4 separate regions of the Mus musculus genome follow, and all the other regions are linked to region 1. The links are chromatin contacts, called in public Hi-C maps. All regions are on one chromosome and are shown on one strand. Each heading gives the region's core, a stretch centred on a gene start, on an enhancer-like site or on the middle of the called end of the contact. The rest is flanking DNA. Distances are from core to core; before and after follow the strand shown.

Region 1 (3,593 bases), core at 503-3,002:
GAAGTCAAACCCATTTATGAGTGTTCCACCTTGGGACCTAACCATGTCTCAAAGGTTTCACTTCCAAATCTAGTCATTTTGCAGTTGAGAGTTCCAACATTAATTTTCTAGGGATACAAGCTAGTCACTATGACAGTTTCCTGGGGAAACTACTTAAGAAGAAAAAGGTTTATTTTGGCTTATGGCATCAGAGGTGTGTTAATTATTAGAGTGGTTCCATTACTATGGGCCTGAGACAAGATAGAACATCCCAGCAGGTAGAATTATTGGAGCAAACCAGCTCACTGCATGGTACACAGGAGGGACAGGCCCCAGTGACTTTCTCCAATGAGCCCCTAGATTCTCCAGCTCCACTACTTCCTACTGGCCAATTTAAGTTTTGAATTAACCAATAGATTGAACCATAGATTAGGTTAGCACTCTTAACGTTCCAGTCACTTTCTAGCTGGCAGCAACACTGGAGCCTGTGGGGGCCATTTCATAGATATAGCCCAATAGTTTCCTTTGTCCCTCATGGCCTAGCCTATATTACCTTATCCTTTGACACCCCTCAAATGTGGTGCACTCTGGGATGTTCAGTCATAGCCCTGGTATACTGAATGCACTTTGGACTCATGAGTATTTGGGTATAGGATAATCATCTCATTCATTAATCCTTTCACGTATGCTTTATGTGTACAAAGCATCCCCTGTGTCAAAGGCACACACGTAGTTGAAGCTAGTGTTTAACATTTAAACCTATTTTATCCTCTCAAGTGGTGAGATTATAAGTGTGAGCTACCACATTCAATTTAGAGAAAAACTTCCCCATATAATCTTGTTTAGGGAATTGCTCTAGCCTGATTCATCCTTCAGCCAGAGTTCCCACTGTCTGTGTGATTTGACATTCTTCAGAACCTACCACAAAGCAAGAGCACAGTTCATGGTATCTGCATGTCTGCATGAGCTACATGCGTGATGGTCAGACACAAGTAAGGAAATGTTTCCTGCTACAGAGAAGCAGTTCTTGAAGAAATGATGCTTATAGTCTTCTTTGCCCCGCCTACTTGTTCTGTGGCTTTGAAAGGTTTTAGAAGTCATATGAGAACTCTTGAATGCCAGTTAGCATTGAATAAAATGCGCCCCCCCCCGCCCCCGCTAATTATAATTATACTAGCAGTGAACTAAACAGTTGGGGGTGAAAGAAATTCTGATGATGTTAAAAATGCAAATAGTTTTCACACCAGATTAATTCATTTAACTAACAAGCCCAGCCTTTAAACACTAAACATTTGAGTGTGAAACGTTTTTATTCACTAGGGAGAGTCAGCATGAATGGAGGCTGTTACCCATTCCTCTGTCGGCAGTAATTCTAGAATGAACAGGCTGTGTATTGTTAGCTAGTTATTAACCAGCAAGTTGCAGATCCGTTCAAACATTGCAGAGTATAATTTATATGACTCAGAGTAGCAAGACACAGGGCTCTCATGATGCCTGAGGTCAGCAGAGCCAAGTCACACACATGCATCAGAACGGAAGTTTGTGTTATCTGCGTTTGACTAACATTTGAATTAAATGTTTTACAATTGAATCAAAGTGAGGTTGAAATTCATTATTGATGCTGATAGGCAGCCCTAATTACAGGAAGTAAACTGCCCTTCCAATTTCACTGCCATAGCCTGAGAATGTGGCAATCAGTTCTTTGCAGTGGTGGAAACTGTGGGCCTCATTTCCGGAAGACAGTTTAGTGTTTAGTCATCTGTTTGATATCTGGGATTTTTATTTGATTTTTTAAAAAAATTGCTCTTGTTATTCTCAGGCTCTATATTCTTTGTCATGGAAGCATAAGATTGTTCAAAACAGAGCCAGTGAGCTAGCTCAGCAAGTATCAGCCCTTTCTGCAAAGCCTTACTGTCTACCAGAGTTTGAGTCTCAGGAGCCATCAGCAGAAAGAAAGAACTTACTCCTCACCTTGGTTGTGACTTCCAGCTTTGTGACTGTGTGGGATTTCTTCTGTCTCCTTCACCTTTATATGGGCTTGGGAGATGGAACTCAAGTGGCCAAGTGTGGGAGGCGAGTCTCTTTAGCCCAAACCATCTTCCAACCTGAAACATTTTATTTGTTTAATTTAATATAATTTAATTTAACTTAATGTTTTTGCTTGCTGTTGTTTTAAGTACAGAAAGTCTACTTCTTCTGTTTCTGTGACATTCTGAACTGCCATGCTACATGTGCTATGTCATGTGAGCCAGCTGCACAGGTGAGCATTGTACTCTGGACCACCAGTGTTTGATGTGTACTAAGCAAAACCGCATCCTGCGCATGGTCACTGGTGCTCAGGTCTTGATCAGCAGAGGTCTCAGTGAGTCTATATGAGAGTGTGTATCCTAGTCTTCAGTGAAAAAGCTCTAGTTCTAGCCCCATGATTTCCCAGAGCACAGAGCAACTGGCATATTTAAACAGTATTACTAGAAAGGAAGATAAAGGCAAGCAGGATCTGCTGGTGGGAAATCGAAATCACAGATTGAATTATGTTCTTGCCCAATTCTTGGCTAATGGACTATGAGTGGAGCAGACCAAGTGCCAGCAGAGTACAGCCTTGCACATTAAATAAAAGCTATCTGATTGAAGAGGAAGATAGATTAGGGTGGAAGCAGGGGTCTTGCTAATATGCCTGTTCATACTTGTTTTAGCTGGAAGAAAAACATCTTGAATCTTACATTTTCAGCTAAAAAGTCAACAGTGTATTTCCTGTAGACTACACTGACACCTGTTTCTCAGCTCTTCTACATCGGAAGGGTGAGGTCAAAGAACAATTATAATTAAACATTAAGGGGCCTTGGACACTAATCTCAACATCCTCTCTAGAAGATATGATTAGAGAAAAGTCATGAGATATTTACAAGTGCTAACACAAACAAATGTGTGATAGTTATAAACATTATATGTGAAAATGTCTACCCACATTAGTGAAGTCATAATTATATAGAAGATACAAAATATCTTTAAAACCAAACAATATACTAAAATAGACAGAGCCATTTTTCTTTTGGTTGTGATCATTTATAAAAATTTTAGGTAATCAAATTAAGATGCTCTGGAATAGAGCTTATTAAAAACAAGTTGATCTATCATACTTGCTTTGAATAAAGCAGAGCTTGAGAATTAAAAATAGAATTAAATATATTCAAAGATCAAATGGGGGAAATATATTAGATATATTTTAGCAACACATTTTTTTCCTTAGATGCTGGTTTTAAAATTGTAACCAGACATTAGAAATGCACTTAAAGAATTGGAGGCAGGAAGGAGCCCTATGCTAAGAATACACTGTGCAATGCTTTAACAGTTTAGATGAGAAGCTATGGATCAGTTAGGGAGCATGGGGAGGGGTGTGTTGCAGGAAATATTAAAAATGAGCCAGCTCTGTCCTACATTCTAGCAACCAAATTGAGCCACCAACCTCACAGTTAGATACCACAATACCCAGTAAGCCAGTAAAATCAAAAACGCTTAAAACTTATAATTAACCAATCAGATTTATATACCACAATTTATAAGATGCCAATACAATAATTTCAGAGCCAACTGATAATGATAAAGGCTTTATCCCA
Region 2 (3,593 bases), core at 319-2,818, 490 kb after region 1:
ACAGCAAATGTCCCACCTGTCTTGCAAGTTCTCCACTATGGCCTCCTCCGTGGCTGAACGACACTGTGTGTTTGTGGTTAATCAGACACGTGGGGACAGTGAGTGAGGTAGCCAGTGATTAACACTACCACCACCACCAAGCCCCAGGCCCACTTGCCAAGACTCTGACGTAATGGAAAATGTGGAATAACGCTTTTTCCTGGCCATTTAAGTGTGGTTTGCCAAAACCCTTGAGATTAAGAAGGAAGCAATTTGTGGGATACATGCTGGATGCTATGGTAGAAACTGCTACAATCAACAATATAAAATAGACCAAGTTTCACAAGAAAGAGATATCCACAGGGTTTGTTTAAGCCTCTAAAAAATAACCTTGAGTAACCCTAAAAGCTGAAGGTTTTTTTTTAATAGTTTTTATGCTGACTCTATATTTAGACTATAGAAAATAATTCTGACCAAACACTCGGAGGCTTGTAGCCCAAGTGAGAGTATTACATAAAATTACCCTGATTTTCCATTTCAGATGGTTTGTCACAATGATAACGAGCCTTCACACAAAGGGTCACTGATCTCAGGTTACTTTCATGTATATTATAAGTGATTGACTTTTTCCCAGGACGAGCAGTCAGGTGACCCAAATCAATGGCGATCTGTGAGCCTGGAATGGGAGAATCTCTGTGCCCTAAGCTTTGTTCTGGTCCCCTCACAGCAGGTATCCCTAATTTCCAACTTACATCAGTCTTCTTCTTGGAGCCATTTGTCTTCTTCGGATGTTTATTGGTTGATCCTCTAAGTAGCTGCTGCTTTTATCAGAAGTTATAATAGGGTCATTTTTCAATGTCCTTGGCCTCACTTGGCAACAAGAGAGCAAATATAGTCTCCCATAGGGCAGTTCCATACTGAGCCTGTAAGCACATTCTTTCAGCACAGAATGACATGGGTACTCGGCCATCCATGGGAAGAGGCGGTGACATGAACTTCAATGTGCCCTCACTGTCTGTTTCCCATCAGCCTTTGCCTGCAGGAAAGATGGTGTAATTGTTTCATAGGCTGCTTTTCCCCAAAAGGAATCTATGACATCATTCCCAAATCACATTTTATATTCACAGTCTCCCTCCCTCCTTCCCTCCCTCCCTCCCTCCCTCCCTCCCTCCCTCCCTCTGTCTCTGTCTCTGTCTCTGTCTCTGTCTCTGTCTCTGTCTCTGTCTCTCTCTCTCTCTCTCTCTCTCAGTATGTATATATGTGCATGTGTGTGTATGTGTGTGTGTGTTTCTCATGTCTATACCTCTTTAATCATAAGCAGCTTGATTGAGACCACATGGTAACCGTCCCTAGATCCCCATGATGTGACTGTAGGGAAGCATGCACTCATATGCCTTCTAATAGTAGATGCCTTAAGTCCCCACTGCTTGTTGTACCTCTCCCCCCAACCCCAGAAAAATCTTCCCGTGTATGTGCAACCCTGACAACTCCCCAACCAGACCTGAGAGCAGGTAGTGATCATCTGAGCAGGGCCTAGTCCCACCTGCCTCAGCCTGGTGACATGGGCACCCTGTTTTCTCACCCACACCTGACATCTAGTCACTGGAAGCTTGAACACACACTGAGAAAGAGGCTGCTTCTGAATAGTCTTTCAGTGGAGTGGTCTGCTCAAATACAACTGCCCCAGCACGCCCCCTGGTGGTGATGCTGAGCAAGCTCGGCCTTCTGTCTTTCATGACCTCAACGTTCCCTCCAAGACACTGAGTAGTAGCATTTATGGCTTCCAAGAACCCTAGACACTTGCACATTTGTAGACCCCTTCTGCTATAATATATACATATGTACATATATACATATCATATACATACAATTATGCTAGTGTAAAAACGATATTATATATTAAGTGTTGTCTTTAATGCTGTAACATGAAATTGACACCTTTTCATGGTCCTCTAAAACATTGTGGGGCTTTAGCACTGAGCTCAGAGCACCCTAAAGATAATTTGACTCCTCACAGAAACACCTCTTCCACATTACATCGCTGTTCCTCAAACTTCAGGTTTTGTAAACTACATTTACAGATTTTAAATTTGTTTGCTTGCTTACAATGCTGAGACTAAAGCTCAGAATGTCACCAATGCTATCCAAGACTGTTAGCACTGAGTGCTGCCTTAAAATCTAAACACGCATGGGCTTCATTGTGCCTCTCCCTAGATTTCATCCAGGGCAACTTTAGAGCTTTCTACTTCAAAGTTGGAATAACTTTTTTTTTTTAAGTTTGTTACCAGAGTAAGACCAATATCAACTGCCATAAGTTGAAAACCCCAATCAATACAAATTTAAAGTAAATGCATGTCTATTTTTTCTAGTTCTGTTTATTCATGGTCCAACAAACTGGAGTGTCTCTCCCCTGTACCCAGCCTGTTTGTTATTAGAGACTGGATCTATCCCTGCCTCAAAGCAGTCCACCCTGGCTAGAGATGTTTATTTACTCAAAGTCTGCCCACTGACAGCCACCTCTGTCTGAAGCAAAAGAACCAGCCAGACCTGCCCAACTGGACTGCACCTGGGCAGACCAGATTCCCATGGAGGCTACTATTCATGTGCTGCCACAATTCTGGCTCCACCATTTCCCAACAGGGCAGCCCTTCCCAAAGTTCCACGAGTATCCCTCCCTGTGTGGATGGAAACATCTCATCTCTGCACTGGTCAATCTGAGACCCACTGGTACATTTCTCTAGAGTGGTGGTTCTCAACCTATAGGTCTCGACACCCACAAGGGTCACATTTCTGAGTATTTTGTGTATCAGATACTGACAGTCCCATTCACAGCAGTAGCAAAATTAAAGAAATAGCACAGAAATCATTTTACAGTTGGGGGTGGGTCACCACAACATGAGAAGAACTAAATTGTTCCTTTTACATTGTTTTCATTTATTTAAATTTCAACTCTAGCATATAGTCAGCAGTTAGCACATGACACAGGGCATCTTACATGCTAGATTTTTTTTAAAGCTCATTACATCCTTCCCAGGTTTGAGATCTCTGTCCCGGAGCCAGTGAGAGTTCAGTGGGCAAAAATAGTTGCCAAGCAAACCTGATGGCCTGAATTCAATCCCCAGAACCCATCTAAAGGGGCAGGAAAGAACCAATCTCATATAGTTGTCCTGTGATATCCATGCACTTACACACACTAATCATACATACACACAAATACACAAACGTTGCTGCTGCGGGTGATGATGGTGGTGGTGGTCCTGGAGATGATGATGATGGTAATCACGACGTTGGTGATAGTGATGATGGTGATGGTGGTAGTATTCTCCTCGTTTCCCTCAGATTTATCATGCCAGAGTCAAGCGTATTTGTGAAATAGCAGTACTTTGGCAGTTTTTAGTTACACCCTTGAGTAAAAGAAGGCTCTGATAGGAGGAAGTAGGAACAGAATAAAGAGCCGTCTATACACAGGAAAACCTTATAGAGCTGCGCATAGCTAGGAAGCAAAGGTAATTTCCTCTTGATTTTCTTTTTTTATTATTTATCCTATTTTATGACTATAAGTGTTTAACTATTTGTGTGTGTGTGTGTGTGTGTGTGTGTGTGTGTGTGTGTAT
Region 3 (3,593 bases), core at 523-3,022, 450 kb after region 1:
ACACTTAAGATAGGCACATGGAGGTGTGATGTAACTCTCTCCGTGTTCATAGTCAGACAAAGGCCATAACAGTCTTGTCCAGGACATGGGATTGACAAGAGTTATCCTAAACAAACTGCGGGGTTCTTCGGACATTCTGTAACTTTATGCCCTTGAGTTAATAGACACTTAAAGCATATAGGAAAGAAGAAGAGGGAGGGGAGAATAAAAAAATAGGAAATAAAAATTATTCATACCATAACCCTAATTTTGACTGACTATGCAACATCAAACGTACCATCCCATTATGTGTTCTGTTAGTGTGATGCTATTTTTTTATACTGAGTATGAATCTGTGAACACTTAGAAATGATGATGGAGATGCAACAGCTGATTCACTGATTTGCAAAATATATACCAATACGCCCTGTGAACTGGCATCTGGCAAAATAGGTGTTGGGGTAAAAGAGTGACGATGTGGTTTCTCTGCGGTAGTACTCAGGCAGGATAGAAACAAAGCAAAGAAGACAACTTTCTAAGGTACATGGTGGCCTCTACTGGTTGAGAACTAGGTTCAGGACATTTGATCCAAAGGCAGAAAACCAAATCCACCAAGGAGGCCAGTTTCGCTCTTCTGACTTTCCAGAATTAATATTTAGCCCTTGATTCTGCCCTCTGAGCATCCCTTCTCCTGTGCCTCCTTGCTCCTGTACATCTGTGTTGTCTTTTCTGATGCCCACCACATATAAGCGCTGCTTTTACCTTGCTTTTCATGAGTATTTAAATAAGAAAACAGATTTCAAAATAAAGGAGAAAGAGAAAATACACAGGACGTTCATATTGTTGCTATTAGAGAAATACTTCAAATAGTTATTATTATTAATATATTAAGGGGGCCGGCAAGATGTCTCAATGGGTAAAGTTGTTTGCCCACAAACCCAGCCACATGAATTCAATCTCCAGAAACAATGTAAGCTGAAAGGAGAGCACCAACTCCTCAAAGCTGTCTCCTCTGACTTGTACGTGTACATTACAAACACATCCGCACACATACACACTCTGATTTATGAATGCTCTCACACTGATGGATGCACGCACACACCACATTATTTTTAATGAAGGAAATGTGTGGCGATCATCCCAAGCCTTAGTGACATCTTTTATATTTGTCTTCAAGCTGTTGTTTGAGCCATCCAGATGCTCAAAAAATGTTCAGAAACTTGTGAAAGGTTTGGAGATCAAATGCAAATCCTTCTAGTAGACATGGAGCTGAAAATGGCCAGAGTGCAGTAGTATACTATAAACTATGGTTACATATAAAAGAATTTAACCTAGTTAGAAGGGCTTCAAGCTTTATTTGGTAAGGAGTGTAGATTTCCTGTCTTTACAGTACATATACTTGTTTATTATTTGGTAAATGGCTGTTCATGAAGAAAGGTCAAAGGCTTACAAAGCTGATGGTTGAACATTCAGCACACTGAATGGAAGTGTGCACCTCACGGTCTTTGCTCAGCATCAAACACCATCAAACAGACTTCAATCTGATCATTTGGCAGAGTGCCAGGGTCCCTTCCCCCATCACTCACCCTGTGGGCATCAGTTGTCATTTGTGCAATGTTATGAGCCAGGAGATTACCCTGAGACAGTCCAAGCTCGCTCTGTGACAGCCCTGGAAATTGCATTTTTGGGAGTCATTTTCTGATTACTATTTGATAACTTCACATTTGTCCCTTATGCTCAGCTGTCTCATCCGAACTTGGTAGAGAAAAATCTTCACCTCTGCGTTGCTTTTGCTGTGAGGCTAGGTTGGAGCAGCTTGAGGTGGCGATGATGTCTGTGAGTGGTTTCTTCCATGCTTCCCTCTCAGATGGCCTGAGCCTCCTGCTTGACCACTAGAAGAAAGTAACTTACTGCCTAGCCCCAGGAGGGGGGTGATCCATGGTGTCACCTTTCTGTACAAGGAATATCTTCTTTTGCTTCCATTTTAACCTTGTGTTGAAGAGTCCCTTTCCTTCTCTGACAATGACAGATGTGCTGATGACTGTTCAGGTAGGACACACCCATATAAGTCATTTGGGTATATGCAGATAATTTATGTAAATCTTGGGACACTGCTATTATGCTTTGAACATGTTTAATGCTACGAATAATGCTGACTAGTACATAAAACAGTAGGCCACATAGTGTAGCACTAGAGTGGAGTCTAGACTGCAAATACATTCTTCCAATGCTGGCATGACTCTTCCTACCAGGGCCAACTGTCTTTCTAAGCAACCATCTGGGCGATATCATCTTCTTTTCCATCATCCCTCTCCCCTCCCTGCCGAGGGCCCTCCTTTCATTTCACAGTCCAAGACCAGGTGTTGTTCTGCCTGCCTTGCTTCTCTCTGCATCCATCGACCTTTCTCTCCACCTGGTGGGTCTCCTGGCCATTCCCATGGGGTTCGGAACTGGAAAGAAACCACTTAGTCCAACTTTTTTGTTATTGTTCTTAACGAAGAGAGCAACCAAAAGGGACAAAGTTAATGATCCCAGTGGTAAGACTTCATGTTGGACATGACCATCACTACCTCTCTCTAGACCTATATGTAATAGCACAGCCTGTTTCTTGTCACTGCATTGCATCAAGTTCAGACTCCAGGCTGTTCTTTCTAAACCACTGCTTTTACTACTCTTCAGTGGTCCTTCAGTGCTTTCCAAATAAAAATTAAGCTTCTAAGCCTAGCATTCAGCAGGCAAGTTCACGCTCTTCCCTGGACTACTTTTACAATCAGGCACACTGATGTATATCCTGATTCCCCCACCCCCACCCCAGGTGATTTAATCCCATACCTGCATGCACTCGGCTGGCAGGTCTTGGCACTTGTTTTCCAGGCAAACATGTGTGAGTTCTGCTTTCCAAAACACCCTCTGTTCTTCCACTCAGTTAAAAATAACCTCCACTTCAGTGGCTCAGCTCCTTGTCCATAACTCCATTACAACCCCCATCACCTGGGTAACAACTGAGTGAGTTTACATTGATATTGTCTGTTGACCTAAGCCTTCTTAGAGAGAAGGGTCTAGCACACCTGATATGCTATATTCAAAACTTTTACATATGGCATTTACCCACCTAAGGATTTGAAGTGAACCTCTGTATTTGCAAGTTATTAGCCAATAAAGTCAGAACTTTATCATTTCATAAAACCAAATATAACCTTTTTTTTATTTTTGTTACTTCATAGTTGAGGTAGAACCCAGTTACATAGTTCTGTGAGACGGTGTTCAGCTTAATTGTTGTGACCCACAATGTAACTGTCTCCTTGAAAGCCCAATTATATGCCACTGGGTTTATCTGACACGAACCTATAAAACATCGGATAAATAATTTTTTCCTTCTAGAGCAAAAATTTCTACCACCTTACATACACACACCCACATTCACACACAAAAGACCCAAATCATCTCAGAAACACTTACTGCCATCTACTGGACGGATAAATGCAACAAAACCACTAAATAGGGCTGAGTAGCTAGCTAGCTCTTTCCATGAACAGTCTATGAATGGTTAAGCAAAAGGAAGAATTTTCTTTTTTAATTAGAACATTTTCTCAGAAAGTGTATTTTTAAAAGAT
Region 4 (3,593 bases), core at 664-3,163, 270 kb after region 1:
TAGCAGACACCACCCAGCATCAGAAGCCCTTAGATGTGCAAGCTTTGGACTGAATTCTAGGCATCCCAGAAACACTGGCTTCTCTGAGTGCAGGTTTCAATCAAGCCCAGATAAGCCTTCTCAATTAGGAGAATCAAATTCCAAAGTCAAATACCTTTCACTAAAGAAACAACAGCACTACATTTGGAAGCTCTTGCACCTTCCTAATCTATATGCAGGGACTGGACTTTACCCCTCTGAGTATTACTTTGTTTACACGTTGGTGGCAGGGACTCAAGATTAGCTCATGTGTATGCTGTTTTCACTACGTAGATGGCTAAGATTTCCAAGCTCTCCTAGAAAATGTTCTCTTCTGATCATAAATTTCTACATGTATAGTGCAACTAATCTGAGAATGAAGTGTTCCAAGACCCCCAGTGGAAGCCTCAAACATAACTAGTACAGAAACCTGTATGTAGTACAGGTGTGTTCTGTTTTTACCTGTGTGCGGCTTTGCCACATGGTATCTGAGTTGATCTTTCTCTTGATGGTTTAGGCCCTGGTGTCTCCTATGCCTCACTACTATTGTGCTTTGGGTCCATTGTTAAGTATATCAATCATTACTTGACCACATGCTTTGTGGTACAATGACAGCAGATGATCTTTCACCCAAGGACAGCTTCCAGGGGCCTACTAAGAAAGTAGTACATATAGAGTAGATACATTGGACAATGGGATTAATCATGCCCAAAGCAGTTCCAAAGCAGTTCAGATGGTTTCATCTGGCTGCTCAAAATGGAGACATTATTCTATTCTATTAATATTTTTGAACTGAAGTTGACCACAGGGAACAGAAATGTTGGACATCAAAGCTACAGAGCAGAGGACTATCGTGTCTCTAGATCTCATTTCTATATGACCCCTGCAGTGATCAAATGGTATACCAATCTGTGTGATGCTTTGGGAAGGAATAGTTCTATTTTCTTGTCTGAGTTCTAGAAACTGAACCTGTTGATGATACCTGGTAAATTATAATAGCAATGAGAATTTTAAAATTGACCACAAAATTCTATTACCCTATATATATCCATAAGTTAGATGAACTGAATAGATATATTTTCATCTCACCAGTGCTGACAGAATAATAGAATAATCATACCTCCTGCTCTGAAGCCTCTTCTAGATCAGACAATAAGACAGGTGGTTTTTCTTTTCTTTTCTTTTCTTTTCTTTTTTATTTTGTTTTGTTTGTTTTACATATTCCTTTTTTTGAACCTCCTTAAAAAGCCAATGAATTATGTAGTATATCTATACTTTATAACATGAATAAAGGTTGCCATTTGTCCAGGAGCTACACCTAGAGAGCTATCCTTGAGCCTGGATCTTGGCACCAAAATTAATGTTCTTTCCGTCCTTTGGTGCAGACATTTTGGAGAGTTAGCGAGTGACAGAGCAGCGTTTGCCATTAAGAATGAGAACACGCTGCTTTGGAGGGAGGGTTCTCACAGTGCACTCAACGAACCAAGCAACTGCTGGCTGACTCACAGTTCAATAAATCCTTCTACTAGAGTAAGATGCTCTGGGGAGATAGGATTAACATAGGGGATGCCTGGCATTCATTCCCCACATTTCAGTTGGAAGCAAGAGTTGTTTTCAAAAATGACTTGAACAACAGGGCAGTTTCCCTGCTTGCTTCTGGAAATACCTGTCGAAAATTGCAAAGAAAGGTTTAATGTTATCTCAAAACTTCCCCCATAAAGGACTGAAAGTTTGTTTTCTTACTTTTGCAAAGATCTTTGAGAGCTCAATGCATTTTTTTCTTTGTAGATAGTTGATGGAGATGATTTCCCCTAAATATAGAAAGCATTTAAGCCTACAGTGTTTTTCAATGATGATAGCAAGAATGTGCATCCAATTTTAGCAATCAAGATGTCTGAGAACAGAGAAGTCAACTCACAGACACGATTCTTTGACACTCCTCAGATATGTTGTTCTTCCCTGTGTCTAGCTCTTAAGTTTTGTGTTTTAAATTTGGTTTTACAGTAAATAAAAATCTGAACCTTTAAATGGCTGGGTCACAGTGAGGCGAGGAAATCCAAGAAAGGATCCCCTAGAGAGTTTTGGAGAGTGTGGATTGCTGGGGAGCTGGGGAAGGGAGACTGGGGTCCCAGTATAGCCACATACATGAAAGTGTGTGCCTATAACCATGCACACTGCACCTCTTCTTCACTCGCAGCAGATACCATGGAATGTACAACTCCACAAAAGCATATTTATAAAAACACATAGGCATCTCACTGCCCACCATGCATAGACACGTACAGGGTGTCTGTGGTACCCCTGCGGTGAGGTGTACCTGCAGATCAATCATGTAGTCAGAGCGCAGGTATAAAGATGGTAACTAAGATGCTTCATTTGCTGCCCCACACAATCCATGTGCATTATCTGATTTTTTTCTACACTCAGTCCATGAGAGGAGCACCACCCATCCCATCATTTTAATGATGAGGAGCTGGATTCAGAAAAGGAATAAAGAACTCGTCTAATCTGTTCTTCAGTGGTACTTATAACGTCCAAGCCCACAGACATCAGAACTTTGTCACCTACACAATTTTTTCTTTCTGTCACATACCCTGCAAAACTCTACCATGTGAAAAAGTATGATGTAGCCTGGTGTTCTTGAAAGTACTATTGGGACTTTGTCACCTGCCTTAATTTAGCCCATGGCTGCTCCCTGGGTGATAACGTTATCTCAGGAAAAGCTGGCTACCTCTTCATTTTCTTGGTGCCCCAAGAACATCTAAAACTCAGACACAGTTGTATCATCAGTAACCCCAGGAGAACAACCCTGCGGTGAGGTAGCCTTGAATCTTGAGCCTGACTCTAATGACAAGCTTCCTCTGCCAAGTACCCATGCGCATGATTCCAACCCACAATCTTTCCCTTTTCACCTTGTCTTCCTTCCTGGAACAGAGTAATCCGCATCTTTTCCATTCAAGGCCTGGAACATACGCCTTCTCTTTTGAGGTACCTCCCAGCCCCCAGCTTGTCCACCGAAGAATACTCTTTTATTTCACATTCATCACACTGGAATGATTTTGTTTTCTCCTGATTGCATTGATCAGAATTTTTGCTCCCTCACGGCAAAGACTGCTGTTTGCTGTGACTGCAATTAGCTGTCGATTCCCAGACAATTAGCACAGTGACTGTCAAGCCCTCAACAGTGGTTTGTAATGATTTACTGGAAAGGGGAACTTAACTCCACTATAGATTCACTGTTATCTAGAACTTTCCTTTTATCCACTGGTGCATTGGATTGTGCCACACTTGAAGTTTGCACTGGTTCATAGACATTAGAGACCCTAACCAGGCCATTCGTTTTCATCTGGTATGTGCTCTTGTTATTTCCAGGACAAATGGTCTTTGTTTTGCTTGCTCCTCTCTGAACAAAGATGTTTATGAGGCAATGTTTCATAAAAGGTAGGCCCATGGGCTTGCCACTATGATCTGGGCTCACTACTCATTGCTCTGTGAGATGGGCAAGTTGCCTATGACTCTCCTCCAGCTGCCCATGGGTAGAGTCTTGCCCAAATCACGCTTGCTCATTCATCCCA

The links. A called contact is a pair of places that touch in the nucleus more often than the background predicts.
Region 2: a Hi-C map of the N1E-115 cell line shows a contact between it and region 1, with 3 times the contacts expected there. The contact joins two enhancer-like sites. A contact is called at or near these places in 1 of 15 datasets of contacts at CTCF or cohesin (the NIH/3T3 cell line) and 1 of 484 Hi-C or Micro-C datasets (the N1E-115 cell line).
Region 3: a Hi-C map of the N1E-115 cell line shows a contact between it and region 1, with 9 times the contacts expected there. The contact joins two enhancer-like sites. A contact is called at or near these places in 1 of 15 datasets of contacts at CTCF or cohesin (the NIH/3T3 cell line), 1 of 484 Hi-C or Micro-C datasets (the N1E-115 cell line) and 2 of 115 datasets of contacts at active chromatin or transcription factors (embryonic basal ganglia and embryonic stem cells).
Region 4: a contact with region 1 is called in a Hi-C map of the N1E-115 cell line, with 4 times the contacts expected there. The contact joins two enhancer-like sites. A contact is called at or near these places in 1 of 15 datasets of contacts at CTCF or cohesin (the NIH/3T3 cell line), 1 of 484 Hi-C or Micro-C datasets (the N1E-115 cell line) and 1 of 115 datasets of contacts at active chromatin or transcription factors (astrocytes).

What each region holds. Positions count from the first base shown.
Region 1 is chr10:9,501,795-9,505,387 of GRCm38.p6, reverse strand. It overlaps a transcript of Samd5 not described here. Among named protein-coding and RNA genes, the nearest start is that of Gm48750, 150 kb to the right of the region's middle. Within about 2 kb of position 1,752, at least 48 of the 459 cell types and tissues checked have an H3K27ac peak or open chromatin away from gene starts, as enhancers often do. A contact at or near this core is called in the N1E-115 cell line, where this site is marked.
Region 2 is chr10:9,011,071-9,014,663 of GRCm38.p6, reverse strand. Gm51794 (a long non-coding RNA gene) reads right to left here. Exons shown (of 3, transcript XR_003948990.1): 2 at 732-1,015. Among named protein-coding and RNA genes, the nearest start is that of Gm51794, 4.1 kb to the right of the region's middle. Within about 2 kb of position 1,568, at least 15 of the 459 cell types and tissues checked have an H3K27ac peak or open chromatin away from gene starts, as enhancers often do. A contact at or near this core is called in the N1E-115 cell line, where this site is marked.
Region 3 is chr10:9,053,415-9,057,007 of GRCm38.p6, reverse strand. No RefSeq gene overlaps it. Among named protein-coding and RNA genes, the nearest start is that of Gm51794, 46 kb to the right of the region's middle. Within about 2 kb of position 1,772, at least 2 of the 459 cell types and tissues checked have an H3K27ac peak or open chromatin away from gene starts, as enhancers often do. A contact at or near this core is called in the N1E-115 cell line, where this site is marked.
Region 4 is chr10:9,231,916-9,235,508 of GRCm38.p6, reverse strand. No RefSeq gene overlaps it. Among named protein-coding and RNA genes, the nearest start is that of Gm48750, 120 kb to the left of the region's middle. Within about 2 kb of position 1,913, at least 5 of the 459 cell types and tissues checked have an H3K27ac peak or open chromatin away from gene starts, as enhancers often do. A contact at or near this core is called in the N1E-115 cell line, where this site is marked.